2 separate regions of the Ovis aries genome follow, and region 2 is linked to region 1. The links are chromatin contacts, called in public Hi-C maps. All regions are on one chromosome and are shown on one strand. Each heading gives the region's core, a stretch centred on a gene start, on an enhancer-like site or on the middle of the called end of the contact. The rest is flanking DNA. Distances are from core to core; before and after follow the strand shown.

Region 1 (7,062 bases), core at 2,862-5,361:
CTGTCATGGGGCCGCTGACACCCTGGTGCCCCAGCCAGTGGCCCTCCTGCCCTCTGGCCAGCATGCCCTCTGGGAATGTCCGCCCATCCTCCCAACTTGCCCTGGCCCAGGTGGGGCAGGACCCTGAGCACTCAGGCCAGGCTCTGAAGTGGCCTGTCGGTCGGGGTTCAAGTCCAGGTGAGGCAGAGACGTCCCCGCTGGCCTCCTCCATCCACTCGGCACCCGTGGGCCAGTGAGGGAGCCGGGAGGCGCCTTCCTGGAGGACCTGAGCGACAGACACAGCCCCACACACGTGGTTCCCATGTCTCAGCAGCATCACCAACACCGCGGCACAGCCCGAGGACCTCTGGTCACTGCTCCTCACAGCACAGGGAGGCGCGAGGGGCACTCTGGGCACTGAGCGCCACGTGCTGGCCTCAAGGACAGAGCGCGGGGTGGGCCTGCACCAGCCCCCCAGAGCCGCCCCCCTTCTCCCTGCCCCCGCCCCAGTCCAGCCCAGGGAGCTCCCCTGCTTGGCGGCGTCCCATCCCGGGCTCCAAACGGAAACGGCTGCTGGCTCTCGGGGCAGCCACACACGCCGCCGGCCAGGTGCCCTGTTGTAAGCCCCAGGTCTTCCCAGGCGCGGTCTCACCGCACAACGGCCACGCAGAAGGCGCCACACAACACCTCCTGTCCGTCCTGGGTGGCCCCCCTTCTCCCAGCTTCTGGCCAAGCCTGGGGTCCGGGCCGCGTGATGACCCGGACGTGCCCAAGCTTTGGGGCCTCCGCAGGGGAGCTCCACCGGGGAACACGGCATCGCAGACGCGCGCGCGCAGTCGCAGGAGGCTCTCCGACCCCCGTGTCACCCCCGTGCACAAGGGGGTCCTCAGAGGCCGGGGAGGGCTCAGCCCCACCACGAGCCCATGGCCAGGACACACGCAGCTCTGCGGGACACCAGCTGGAGGCAAACCAACCCGGAGGCAACTGTCCTCGCTGGCTAGCCCAACGCAGCTTGTCCGCTAGAGGGAAATAAAAAAGTCGAGCCTAAATGCATAAAAAATTATGACGGAAGCACTAAATAAGGCCGGCCCGCATGCTTATTGAGTCAAAAATCAATCAATCAATGAGGAGTGGATTAGGCGCAGCTTATAAGCCCCAAAGAAATGATTTGCCCAAACACTGGGATTTAACAGTGGAGGACCAGATTCCAACACTTTTAGGAAGTAAATAATGAAAAATCAATTTAAAGAAAAAACAGATCAAGAACCCTGGACTCTGACACACGGACACATTTACTGCCGAGTGCCGTCTCTCGGCTGACCCGAAAACTTCGGAAGGTGTTTATTTACTTCCAGCACCTTCCAGAGATCAATATTTTTAATTTGGACCCAAGTTATTATTTTTCGCATCACAGCAGCGGGGAGCAGAGTAAAGTGCCTCATATTTTAGTGCTAAAAAGATCGATATGACAGTTTCACCTTCCCTCAGCCCTGCCGCTGCCGGGCCGCACATCACCACGTCCCGCGGGGCCGCCCGGCCGCAGGGGGAGCGGCCGCCCCCGCCCCCGAGGCCGGCAGCCGTGATTTAGCTGAGCGCCGAGGGCCCCGCGCCCTCGGAAAACCAATCTTGCTTCCCTCACTTCATCAGGCCTGTCTGGACCTGCGGGCAGGGCAGGAGGCGGGGCCGGAGGGGCTAACACAGATCGTCCTGCATCCGAGAGGCTGGTGCCGTCCTGCCCTTCCTCCCACCAAAGAGCTGCAGCCAGTGCCGTCAGTTCTCTGTGAATGTCCCCCGGAGTCTCATCCAGGAGAGCAGACAGGAAGAGGCCACGGAGCAGGGTGACCCCTTGGAAGGAGCGGGCATCAGGCCAGGGGGCGGGGGGCAGGGCAGAAAAGAGGCGGCGCCACCCCAGCCCCTCCAGCAGGCGCCCTCCAGGTGCCCCGGGCTGGAGGAAGGGCCCAGACCCTACTGGAGGAGACTACGGGCCCAGTGCGGACCCTTGAGGCCTGTGAGCCCCCAGACACGGCGCCGAGGGAGGAAGGAGCCAGTGTGTTGGTGACCTGCTGCCCAGGCGTCCTGGGCCCAGGAGCCACCAGAGTGGACACCAGCCACCAGTGGGAGCACGGCAGGACCCCCAGGGCAGGAAGGGACCCCTCGGTGTGAACAGACCCCCCACCCCGGACGTCAGGGCCTGACCCAGGTCTTCTGGTCTGATCACGAGGGAGAAACAGTCAGGCCACAGGGGGCTGCTCGCCTGGTGAATGGGGACAGCAGCTTGCAGACCTCAGCGTCAGCGGGGAGGGAGGGGGCTTCCTGCAGGGACCTGAGACGGCCCTTCTTCCGACGCCACAGCCTCCCCCTGCCAACAGGGCCCAGTCCTGGGAGACCCCCAGAACCGCGAGTCCATGTCTGTGGGACTGGACTTGGCCACACTCTTGCCCACCCACGAAGCCCAGGAGAGTGCCTCTTTCCAGGGTCCAGGCCGGTGGGGATGATGGAAGCTGGTGGGGGGAGCAGGGGCCGGCCAGGCTGTGGGCAGTGCCTCCTCCATCTTCCAGGCGCAGCCGCGCAGCCCGGGCACTCGGGAGGCAGGTGCCAGCAGGCTGACCCGTCTGTCCAGATGGAACCCACTTCCAGAGCTTTGAGGGGAAGTCAGAACCTCCGTGCTCTAGGGCAACGCTGCGTTCGCCAAAGCCAGGCGCAGAGCCCTCAGGAGCCTGGCCCCGGCGCCTGCGCTGGGCGGGACCACCACGCGGCACCTCCACAGGCTAGGAGGGTCAGCCCTGCCCACCCTGTCTCCTGCACCTGCCAACACCCTGCAGGAGCGGGTGAGGACCAGCCAGGCATGTGGCCACAGGCTTCACCTCACGCCTCGCGGCCCCCACCAGGCTTGTCCCTAGCAGGCGGTGCCAGGGCCCGGCAGCCACCCCAGGAGGGGCTCTGGGAGCAGGGAGCGGGTGGGCAGGGCCTCAGGCCCCCCCAGTCACACTGCAAGGGGCTCCCAGGGTCCCCTGACGGCGTACTTGCTGTGGTGGGGACAGAGCCAGCATCTGAGCCTCATGAGGGATGAAAACTGGGCCATCCTGGCTCTTCCGGACAAACACAAAACCACCAGGGTGTCAGGTGTGGAAGTCGGCCAGGAAACCCAGGGCGCTTTCCACTGCACCACAGAAAACACCGGGGCGAAGCTGTCCAGGATGGGGTCAGTGGCACAGCCCCCTCCCCACCCAGAGCAGCGCCCTGTCCAGACCCCTGGGCACAGAGAGGCCCACGTCCGCTCAGGGAGACCCGGGGGGGGGCGGGAATCAGGGCCGGGGAGGGCAGGTACCTGGGGGGCAGCCCCTTCCTCGTGGGGTCTTACCCCACTGCCCATGGCTTCCAGCTCATCCCAGCCCCCACCTCCCCAACTGTGCATGAGCCTTCCATCTCCCCGACTCCAAAGTGGAGGCCCCAGGCTCAGATCCCCTGCACCAGGGAAACCCACCCAACCAGCGGTGCTCGAGGTGCGCAAAGCCAGACCTCTGAGATCCAGGCCCTCTGCCCCGGGCCCCGCCCACCCACTCAGACAGTCTGCCGAGCAGCTGGTAGGTGCTGAAGCAGGCCTAGGCCCGGCCGCTCAGGGACAGACCTGGTGTTCCCAGACTCTGGATCCAAGGGGCAGACGCAGAGAGCAGAAGGCGGACACAGCCCAGCAAGGTGGCCGCGGCCCGAGGCACGGGTCTAGGGGCCAGGGGCCTGGGCCAGCCTGCAGGCTCCAGCCAGTCCCTCCAGCTCACAGCGTGGTCACCCAGGGGCCGGGCAGTCAGCCCGTGAGGGTAGTCAGGAAGTTCGCAGGAGCAGGATGGGGGATGGGAGGCTGGGGCACCTCGGAAGGAGGAGACCTCCCAGGAAACAGGCAGGCAGGGGACTGGCCAGCGGGCAGGGTCAGAGGGAGCGGAGCCGCCCAGGACGGCCAGTGGGGGACAGTCCGTCTCCTCAGGCCCGAGTGGACCACATGAGCCACCTGCTTCAGTGAGCGGCCACTCAGGACGGTCTTCGCGAGCAGACAGAATTTAGCGTTATCAGTTTAAGTCTAAAATCTGCGCTTCCAGCAGCTCCGGCTGGAATGGGAAGTGCTGCTCTGGCGCCACCTCCTGGTGAAGACCAGGACCTGCAGGCCCCTGCTGAGCGGCTGCACCACACAACCAGAGCCCCGCCCCGCCCAGAGCCCCGAGACAGGGCACAGCTCCCCCAGGCTGCACCCCCCCCCAGAGCTCCCCGCCCCGCAACAAGAGCCCCGCCCCACAGCGCCCCGGCCCCCCAGCCAGAGCCCCGCCCCCCCCGAGCGCCCTGCCCCCCAACCAGAGTCCCCACCGGGCCCAGCTCCCCCAGGCTGCAGACCCCCTCTTAACTGTTGCTGCGGGCTCTGGGGCCCCCACCTCGTGCTCATCACCAGGGGCAGCTGCAGGTTCACCCCCTTTCTGGGAACAGGCTACTATTTTCTGATCCCTATTAATACCTGTGACAGCATTTATGTACAAGATAAATTCATTTCAATTTCCTTTTTCAATTAATGGCCTATTATTTGAACCACACTCAGCTAAAAATATTACTCCAACGCCATTAATCTTGTAAAAATTAAATTTCCCTCCCTCTGACAGGCAGAGGCCAGCAGGCTGGGGCGAGGGGGTGGCCACATGGCTGCCCAGCCCTGCCCAGAACCGCAGGGGCGCAGAGGCCCCTCCACCAGGACGGCAGAGGGCCCGGCAAAGGTGGCTCCACGCAGGACCGTGAGGGGGCGGTGGACGGGCACGCAGAGCCAGGGCCAGGTAGGCCTTCACCTCAGACCGTTCCTGCCAAACGCACGCCTCCCCTGAGACAGCATGTCCAGAGCAAGGTCCAGACCGGGGTGTGGAGTCCTGCGGACATTCCCGCCCGGGAGACACGGCCACGCAGGACCGCGGCTGCAGGCGGCGCTACTGGGAGCGAGCAGCCCACGACGGCCCGCGGGGTGAGGCAGGCAGGGAGTGAGGCCCCGACGCGCCCTGGGCAGGTCCGGCCTCCGGCCTCCGGCCTCGTCTCCAGACCCTGTCCGGTCCCGCGGACCCCGGGACACAGCCTCGGAGACCTCAGACCCGAGCTGTCCCATGTCCGGGCTGGCGTCCGGTGAGAGGTCAGTCTTGCCCAAGGAGGCGCCGCCTCGAGTGCCTTCCCGGGCTGAAACCAAGCGGCATGGCCCCGTCACGATCGCGCCATCAGCGTACTGGACCAGAGAGGAAAGGCGGGCCTGGGAGGCCGAGACTCCGAAGGTCCCGGGGGAACAGGAGGGGCGTGGCCTCGACACCTCGACGCCCAACCGGACGCGCGTCGGCGGTGGCTGCTGGTTATTCCGCCAGGTGGCTTGTCCACAGTGTGAAAACGTCTAATTCTGGGTACTTAAAATTACTTCCAGTTTTCACTGGCAAATAATTTTTGATAACCTTCCTTACACACAACCGTCTGCACGACGGCCGTTCCTCCAGGGAAGCTGCTGAGTGAGGGGAATGCTCTGATGCAGGTTTCTGCTTTCCGTTGCAAACTGAGAAACCCCTTTTTGAGATACACCTCCAGGGGCGAGGCAAGAGCACAGCGGAGCCCTCTCAGCCCCCAGGCGCCTCCACCGTGAACGATTCCTCACCCCGCCAACCATCTGGCTGCAGCCACGACGGGTGGCTCCGAGCAGGCCGCAGAGAGCGAGAGAACCGAGCATCCCAAGAAACTGCCACAGGGCTGTGTGAGAGAGACGGGGACAGATAGCGGGCACGCCCGCCTTGCTGAGGCCACGGCGTCTGTGCCCGAAGGCCAAGGCCCCAGCCCCTGACGAGCTGACGACGCCACCCTCCACCAGACGGGGCCGCCCAGCTCCGCTGCGCCGAGACGCCCGCCTGTCCCCCACCCAGCACAGCCCTGGCCGTCAGGCCAGCGGGGGCTGGTGTCTGCGGTCCCCCCGCCGTCAAGTGGGGCCCGCGCCCGGCCCGTGCCCGGGATGGGCCGCCCCGCGCCGAGGCGGAGCACGCTCACCGTGAACTGCTCCTGGGACTTGTAGTTCTCGTCCAGGTAGACCCGCGCCCGGCTGTACTCCTTCATGGCATCGCTGGAGAGCAGCTCCCTGGAAGGAAGAGCGGCATCTTCACACACATCACGCAGGCAGCTCCCTGTCCCACAGCAGCGCTCACGGGGGCAGGAACGGCAGCCTCGAAACCACGGGAGCGCGGGAGCAGGGGAAGGAAGCGGGAGGGGGAGGCCCATCTCTAAGACGCGCCTGGAGTGCAGCCGCCACGCACCCCCAGGGTCTGCGATGGCTCTGGATGGATGGGGGGTGCCTGACCCCCCGAGGGCTGCACCCCAACACCGCCTGGCAAGGAGGGGGGACACGGCTGCCGTGTGACCCACTGGCCCTCCACCCGGGATGGGGAGAAGAGGGCTCCAGCTCTGAGAACTGAAGAGGAGGCAGGAAGGAGCAGGGAGGAGGGCCGGGAGGACCAGCCTTGAGGGGGTCAGATGAGTGCCCGAGCCCCGGCCACCTGCCGGACAAGCCCCAGCGTGCCCGCGGGCAAGGTGGGGTGTGGGCACAACAAACTGCAAGATCAGCTTGCCGAGAAGCGGAAAACAGGACCCGTGCTCCACAAGAAAGTCAACAGAAACAGACCCTGAAAGGACAAGAGCAATGCAGTTCACTGAAAGGAAACTTGAAAGAGCGAAGATATAACCGAAGAGTCACAGGACAGCGTGCACAGAGTGGCGAGGAAAACACGGATACAAATGGCACCGCTAGGACTCCAGTTACGGAAGTGACTCCACCGAACGGGCCTGAGAGCAGGTGAGAGTGTGAGCAGAAGAGGGTAGGTCAGTGACCAGAAGACAGGACTATCCAAACTGGAGCAAAGAAGGAAATATGAACTGGAAAATCCGGAAGAGCTGTAGAGACCTCCGTGACCGGAAGGGAGGAACAATCCATGAGCTTTCCTGAAATTTCAGTGAAATTATGAACCCACAGGTTGGAAAAGCTCAAAGAACTCCAAGCAAAAGAAACACAAAGAAAATCAAACTAAAGCAAAACAATCA
Region 2 (7,062 bases), core at 2,912-5,411, 80 kb before region 1:
CGGCACTGCGGGAGCCACACCTGTCGGCAGCATGAGCGCAAGAGCCGCAAGGTCTGCTCAGGGGCTCAGAGGGGCTTATCCCTACCCGGCCATCAGGTTTGCGCATGCACCCCGCGTTCCTCCCGGTACAATTGCTAAAGGTGGAAAACTGGGAAGACCTAAGGCGCTGGCATATAGACTGTGGGACACCCACAAAACTGCTTGGGATCCTGGGTCCTGCCTGGCGGTGCCATGCGGGTGCCGGGACACGGGTGGGATGGGCAGACGGGCCTGGACTGGAGAGTGTGTGTGTTAGTTCTGGGTGGGGGTCTTATAGAGAGACCGCCCACGTGTGGCGTCTTTCGTACGCTCGGTGCTTAGGGGTCGTGTCCCCGGGGACCGGGACAGTGCTGGCTCCGCAGGTGCTCAGGCCACAATCATGCGGGAGAGTGAAGGGGTGAGCAGAAAGGAGGCCGGTCCCGCCGCGGCGTGGGCGCTGAGCCATGGCAGACGGCTCCTTTCTTCATCGGGTTCAGTGTTTCACAACTGGTGTCTGTCACCCTCGCGACCAGAAGGAAAGCTCTGTTTGAGAGCTTTTCCACCCAGGTCTTTGTCAACTGTCATTTCTCCAAAGATGCCAGGAACGCTGCCCTGGGCTGAGGCCAGAAAGGACGCCTTGTCAGCAGAGCCAGGATCTACTCTGCCGTCAGTCCGTCCCCACTGCAGCAGGAGCCCCAGGACCCAGGGAGCACCCAGCCTGCACCCCGCACCCTCCTTTGTGCCCGGGAGCCCCCCGTGTGCCCGGGAGCCCCCCGTGTGCCCGGGACACCTGCCATGTGTCTGGGACACCCCTGTGTGCCCAGGACTCCCCCTGTGTGCCTCAGACCCTCTCCTCCATGAGCCCAGGACAACCCCTGTGCCCGGGACACCCCCGTGTGCCCGGGACCCCCACGGGCCAGGCAGGAGGAACTCTGGCCAGGAAGGAGGATTAACTTCCTGAGGTGAATTAAATTAGACACAACCTCTTGGGACCCTTTGTAGGAAGAGGTATCCAGGCTGTGGGATGCAAGCTCATGGGTCCCGCAGACCAAATTCCATACTGATGTCACAGGCCACCAGCCCCTGGGGGTGCCCGCACCCCTACCCTGTAGTATAGGGGTTTGGTGGCCTGGCAGCTGCACAGCTTTGAAGCCCTTGGGAGGCTTGGGGCAGATAAGCCTCTGGGCCCAGCTCACTGCCTCCCCAGCCCTGTGAGACCCATCTCCCAGACGGGGGTGTCCAGGCAGTGGGCAGCCTGGGCTGGGGGTCGGAAGACCCCCAGGCATTGCAGGAGGCATGGGGTGCTCTTTGCCTCACATGGCAGACACGTTCCTCAAAGTCAGGGGGACTGCTGTCCCCGTTTAGGAGCCTAGAGGAGAGGTGCCAGCCCGCGGCAGATACCAGCCCTGACCTGCGCGCCTGTGGGAGAGGCTTTCCTTCCACCAAGGACCCCTGCCTGCCGCCCCCTCACCCCAGAACGGGGCGGGGACCTCAACGTGCTTCCCTGAAACCCTTCCTGGTCCAGCCAGCCGCCCAGTGACCCTTTGAAAGTGCGAATAGTTTCCCATCAGCGGCAGCTCCTCCCCTGGAGATGAACCCCCTTCTGGAATGGTCCTTGGGGTGGCCCTGCCCCAGCTCCCGCCCCCTCACGGGTCTCCAGGAAGCAGGCCCTCCCCCAAGTAGCTGTTGGGCGCCCTCAGTGACGGTGCAGGGGTCACCCTGTCCATAATGCCAACCTGCATCTGTCGGGCTCAGTCGTTAACTGGCCTCCTGTCTGCCGCCTCCACCCCGAGAGGCGTTTTAATAAAGACCTGGGGACACGTGGACGCTCCGGCCTGAGCGCCAGACCCCGCCGGTGGCGGGAGCGGGGTCGGGGGGAGCGTCAGTGCAGCCCCCCACCTCGGCCAACGACAGCGGCGGGGCTGGACACAGCACAGCTGGACCCTCACCCGCCAGCAAGCCCCCACGGCATCCAGAGCAGCCTGGAGCGCAGCCAGAAGCCCTTCCGGAAGCGTCCACTCGGCCAGCGCTGTCCGAGCCATTCTGGGAGCGCAGCGAACAGGCTGCAGCCGCTGCCCTCACACAAATCTTGCGCTCGGCGCCCAATCAGCGCGCTTGGCACGCGGTCAGACCCCCGGGAGAGCAGCCCCGGGGAGAGACCATTACGCGACTGCACGTCTGGTGCGGGGTCCGGGGCGGGGGGCCTGGGATGGGCTTGGGGCTGATTTACGGCCGCCCTGTCTTTGTCCTTCCCTGAAGGAGACGCGAGTCTTGGGACCCCGAGGAGCGCTTCTGAGGCGCCATGCGGCTGCACCGCCTCCTTGGGGCTCCTTTGCCTGGCTCTCGTTGTCACAGGCATGCGGTGGGGAGTGATTTCCAGCTCATGTCAGAACACTCTGGGTGCCGTGCCCCAGCTGGACCCGTCCAGGGAGGGAGAGGGAGTCGCACTCCTGAGGTCTGGAGCCCCCCCCCGCCCCCCTCCCCCCGCCCAGCCTGGATGTGGCTGTGAGGGACTGGGGGCCACGGGTCTCCAACAAGAGCCGAGCACCACCCAGAAGCAGAAAGCAGAGCAAAATGGCAACCCCAGAAAGGTGCCGGAGCCGGGGCGCCCACGGGCCTGGAGGTGGAAGGGGGAGAGGTTGAGGGGCAGGTGTGTCCATGCTTTCGGCCGTTGTCCTTGAGGGGCCGTTCTCTCCTGAGCCCCCGATACTCTGGGCCAATCCTTTACTCGAGCTCTTAGCAGCCTGGGCCCCTGGTGGCTCAGAGCCTGTCCTGGACCAAGAACCTTGCAGGACCTTGGAAATGAGGAGGTGACCCAGCCTTGGTGCCGGGTGGACGTTCACGTGGAAAGTGTGAGGGGGTGGGTAGCGGACCTGGGGGCGGGGCCCCGGGGAGGGAGGAAGCCCAGGGGGGCGGGGCCGCGGGGGTGTGGCCAGCGCCGCCCCCGTACAGGGGCGGAGAGGCTGCGGCCCGCCGCCCATCAGATGGGGCCGCCCTGCAGAGCCCAGGTGCCCCAGTCAAGGAAACTGCAAAGTGCCAGACTCTTAAGAAGCTGCCTGAGAAGAACCTGGAAACAACTGGGCCTACGTCAGCGGAGGGTGGACGTCTGTTCGTACGTGGGAACCTCCCAGTAGGCACGAGAGGCCTGCGGCCATGTGCCCCCGGGAGGGAGTGACCCAGAGTCGTGAGGTCAGGTGACCGTGCAGCCCTGCACAGCCTCAGGTGCCGGGAGGCCACGTGGTCACAGCCGCCCCGTTTCTGTTGGACGGGCGAACAGTCTCAACCTGGCGACTGGGTGCTTCTTTCAGAAGGAAGGTGAGGCCCGCACACAGCGTGGTGAGAGAGGCGGGGGTCTGCAGACAAGAAGGAATAGTGTGGTTCTGTGCACTGCTCTGGGGATGTTCCTACGTGTATCAAGACGCATAACTTTTAAAGAAGTAGAGGAGCTGGAGAAGGGGAGCTGGGGCGCGCGGGGAGGGGCTCTGCAGGGGGGAGACGCTCTGCAGGGGGGAGACGCCCAGCTGTCCCTGGCTGGGGGCGGGGCTTCAAACCCAGAGAAGCAGAGCCTCGCAGCGCAAGGGGGAGGGGTGGGAGCTTCTCGAAGGTCCGGGAGCCCTGGCCATTGTCCAGGCCGCCTCCTGCCGGGAAGGGGCGGGCAGCCCGGGCCCCTCGGCCTCTGCTCCCAGGTCTCTGCCGCTTCCTTTACAGACCTACTGGGCCCCTCCCACCTGCCAAGGGTCTTTCCAGGGAAGGTGCGTGGCTCAAAGCCCCGTTCAGGGACTTCCACACGCCCATGGTGTCTGACACCTGAGTACAGGGATCTCCCTGGGGGAGCCCAGGCTTTGGGAAAACCCTGTGAAGCCTGGAACTGAGTTCATGTTCGTTTCTTGACCCTGTAGCACTTAGCCCCCTGGGTGCCCCAGCCATGAGGGGCCCTTGCAGCTAGGTGCCGACCTGACGGCAGGTGCATCAGTGCGGAGGGGCTCAGAGCGTACCAAGCAGAGAGTGAGCCTCAGGACGACGAGAGCCAGCGGACAGTGGTCCAGGGGGTGGTGGAGGGCAGGGCGGCAGCAGAAGGACCGGTGTGGGGTCCGAGGGGAGGGGGCCGCTGGGGCCTGGGTCTGAGGCTCACTGGTCATCTCATGGGGATTAGACCCAAGCGGAGTGTGGGGGGCAGGACTGAGCTACAAGCAGCGGGGAGAGGGTGAGGTCGGGCCAGCGCCCCGCTGGGGCCTCCTCTCGTGGCCCCCGCCCCCTGCCTCCCGCCCCTCGCAGCCCAGGCCCAGGCCCAGGCCCAGGCGCACCCTCAGCCTGCAGTGACCCTTCAGGCAGTCACCCTGCGGGTGGCGCTGGGGGTCAGCGGAGCGGAGCGGGCAGGGGTTCTTCCAGCTGCCTTTCCAGGGTCGGCCAGGCGAGGGCACCAGCGGGACAGGCAGGGGTCCGGTCTTTCCCGGCCTGGATGTTTGCGGGGAGGAGTGGGGTTCGCGCCCACCCAGCTCCCTTCAGCGTCTGCAGAACCTGGGAGCGCCTGCAGCAGCACAGGCGCCCAGCAGGCGGCCTCTCCGGCTCCAGGGCCCCCACGCCTCCACCCCTGCGCCCCCAGCTGGCAGGCACTTGGTTCTCTTGACCCACCAACCCCTGGTGAGCAGCCCCCTGACTCTGCCCCCAGGTGCCGTCCCCTCCTCTTGCTCCCGGAGGTCGAGGACTGGTCCCACGTGGGAGGACAAAGCCAGGGTCCTTTGCCTTTTGCAGGAAGCCATCGAGAGGGTGTGCTTGGGGCAGGGGGCAGCTCCGCGACTTACCAGCCTCTCAAAATGGCAAATCTTCATCCGTTTGCCAACTCCAGAGCTATCTGCGTGGAGATGGGATCCAAGCTCCTTCCAGAGACAAACCCTCTTCCTCCCCTCCGTCCCCCGGCCCCACGCCTGCCAGGCTCTGACCCAGTCCGGGCTAGGACACCGGCTGGTCCTGGCTGGCCCTCCTGAGGGACCACCTTCCCGACCTCCCTCTTCCCAGCGGGCACTCGGCCCGTTCCTATGCTGCACGGACTTGCGGGGTTTTGTTTAATGTTGAAGAGGGCGGCAGAGGATGAGATGGTTGGATGGCATCACCCACTCAATGGACATGAATCTGAACAGCTGGCGGACAGGGGAGCCGAGCCTGCTGCAGCCCATGGGGCCGCAAAGAGTCCGACGACTTGGCGACTGAACAACACCCAGTCGTGCCCGCCGGGGTGCAGGGTGGTGCTCGCTGTTCACGTGGCTCTCCCCGAGCGCGCCTGGCAGGGAGCATGACCCGATAAATAAACGTGACTAAGTCAAGATTTCTGCCAAACCGCGAGCTCCGCGCTTGCCCGCGACGTCAACGCGAGAGCGCGGCGAGGCGCACGGCCGCCTTCCTTGGCGGGGCTTCTCCTTCGGCACCAGGAGGGGGCATTGGCAGACCCGTCCGTTCCAGCGAAATCGGCTCGGGCGGCGCGATCCGAGGCGCTCCTTACCCGCAGGACTCTCCTCCCCCGGCCAACCCGGGGCGGGGAGGCGTTTCCTTCGGTCTTATCCGGGGGGCGGCTCCCGGGAGCGCCGGAGGAGAAGGTGGGGCGGTGGCCAGGCGCCAAGCGGAGGCACGGAGCCCCGGAGTGCCCAGAGATGGCGGGCCGACAGGTGGAACAGGTGGAGCCTACACACCCGGAACTGGGGCGCTGGGGTCGGGGGTGGCGGTGGGGGTTGTCCCGTGCCACCGCGTGCGGAAGGGTAGGCGGGCGGGAGTCCGGGGCTTGGGAACCCCCGCGCGGGGCGGGGCAGGGCGCGGGGACAGGGCTCCGAGACACCCTCCGCCAGACAGCATGGAGAAGCAGCTGCCCTCACCCCGCTCTTGGCGTCCCCAACCCACTCTGGCCCCTCCAAATGGCACTCCATCCCCCCATCCCGCACCCACGGCACCCAGCTCCCTGGAGAGCCAAGCACAGCCCCACTCGCGACCCCAAGCGTTCCGGCCGCAGCCCAGGGAGGGCCCCGGGGCGCAAGCTCCCCCGGGGTGCAGGGGAGTGGGTCGGCACTGTTTCCTCGGAGGGAAGGGGGATGCAGAGGCCTGAGCCTGGGGGCTCGAGGAGCCGAGCGCGGCGCCCAGAGCGGCAGTGCCCCTCCTGCCACCGAACCGAGGTCTCAGGAGGATAAGGCGCCCTGTAGACCGTCCGGGCGCGCCACGCCTGGCCCGCCAAGAGGACTTCAGCCCCAGCAATCCAGAACTTGCTCCCCCCGGCAGAATCGGGAGGGGGGGCCGGCCCGCCCCTCACGTGGCCCCGCCCCGGTCCCCCTGGTCCCTCCCCAAGTCCTGACCTCCCGCCCAGATCAGAGGCTTGGGAGGCCGGGCCGCCGCCTTCCAGGAGCCCAGAGGGGCCCAAACCCGGCATAAAAGGACATACGCTGTGCCCGAGGTGAGGGGCGCAAGCCAGGCCCGGGGCGGATCTCAGGGCTCAGCCGCCACAGTGAGCGCGGAGAAGCTCGATTTCCGGGGTCTGGCTCGGCTGGTGCGGATTTGCCTGCGGGGCAGCCGCATCCGGATCCCGCGAGTGCGGCCCGGCCAAGCTTGCGGGGAGAGGGAAACTCCCTCCCGCACGGGCTGCACCACACACGAAGCCGGCCGGTATCACGCGCGGTGGCACGCCGCCCGGGACAGCACGGGGCGCGCGCACGCAGGCAGTGGGAGCCGCCAAACGCCTGCCCGGGCCCGGCGGCCAGTGGCTTTCTTAGAGGCGATCTGGTGTAGGGACTCGCAGCACCACACCCGTAGAACTGCCCAAAACGAAAATGGACCCCTGGAGATCTCGGTATCAGGGGACGCTGGGTTCCTGCCCAGAGCCGAGAGGGCCGCTGTCGTTTGTGCCACCGAAATCCTGGCGGCCCGGGTGAAACGGGAAAGTCGTTGTTAACCTGCCGCACCAGGCCCGAGAGAGGCCGGCTGGCAGACACAGCAACCTGTCCCCTCTCCAACGAATCGGCGGCCGTCGGTTGGTACGCGTTCCCGTCACGTTCCCAACGGGCAGCG

Evidence for each region. Hi-C and Micro-C count contacts between places; a contact is called where the count stands out from the background.
Region 2: a contact with region 1 is called in a Hi-C map of hypothalamus, with 7 times the contacts expected there. The contact joins the promoter of LOC121817620 here to the enhancer-like site in region 1. A contact is called at or near these places in 4 of 16 Hi-C or Micro-C datasets (hypothalamus, liver, muscle and 1 more).

Annotation. Positions count from the first base shown.
Region 1 is chr22:50,671,785-50,678,846 of ARS-UI_Ramb_v3.0, reverse strand. It overlaps INPP5A (inositol polyphosphate-5-phosphatase A), which reads right to left. Exons shown (of 15, transcript XM_042238651.2): 3 at 6,019-6,106. Among named protein-coding and RNA genes, the nearest start is that of NKX6-2, 75 kb to the left of the region's middle. Within about 2 kb of position 4,111, at least 5 of the 54 cell types and tissues checked have an H3K27ac peak or open chromatin away from gene starts, as enhancers often do. A contact at or near this core is called in hypothalamus, where this site is marked.
Region 2 is chr22:50,751,460-50,758,521 of ARS-UI_Ramb_v3.0, reverse strand. LOC121817620 (protein enabled homolog) reads left to right here and starts at 4,161. Exons shown (of 3, transcript XM_060404595.1): 1 at 4,161-4,182; 2 at 4,228-4,659; 3 at 4,771-5,341. The coding sequence starts at 4,161. The coding sequence ends at 5,003.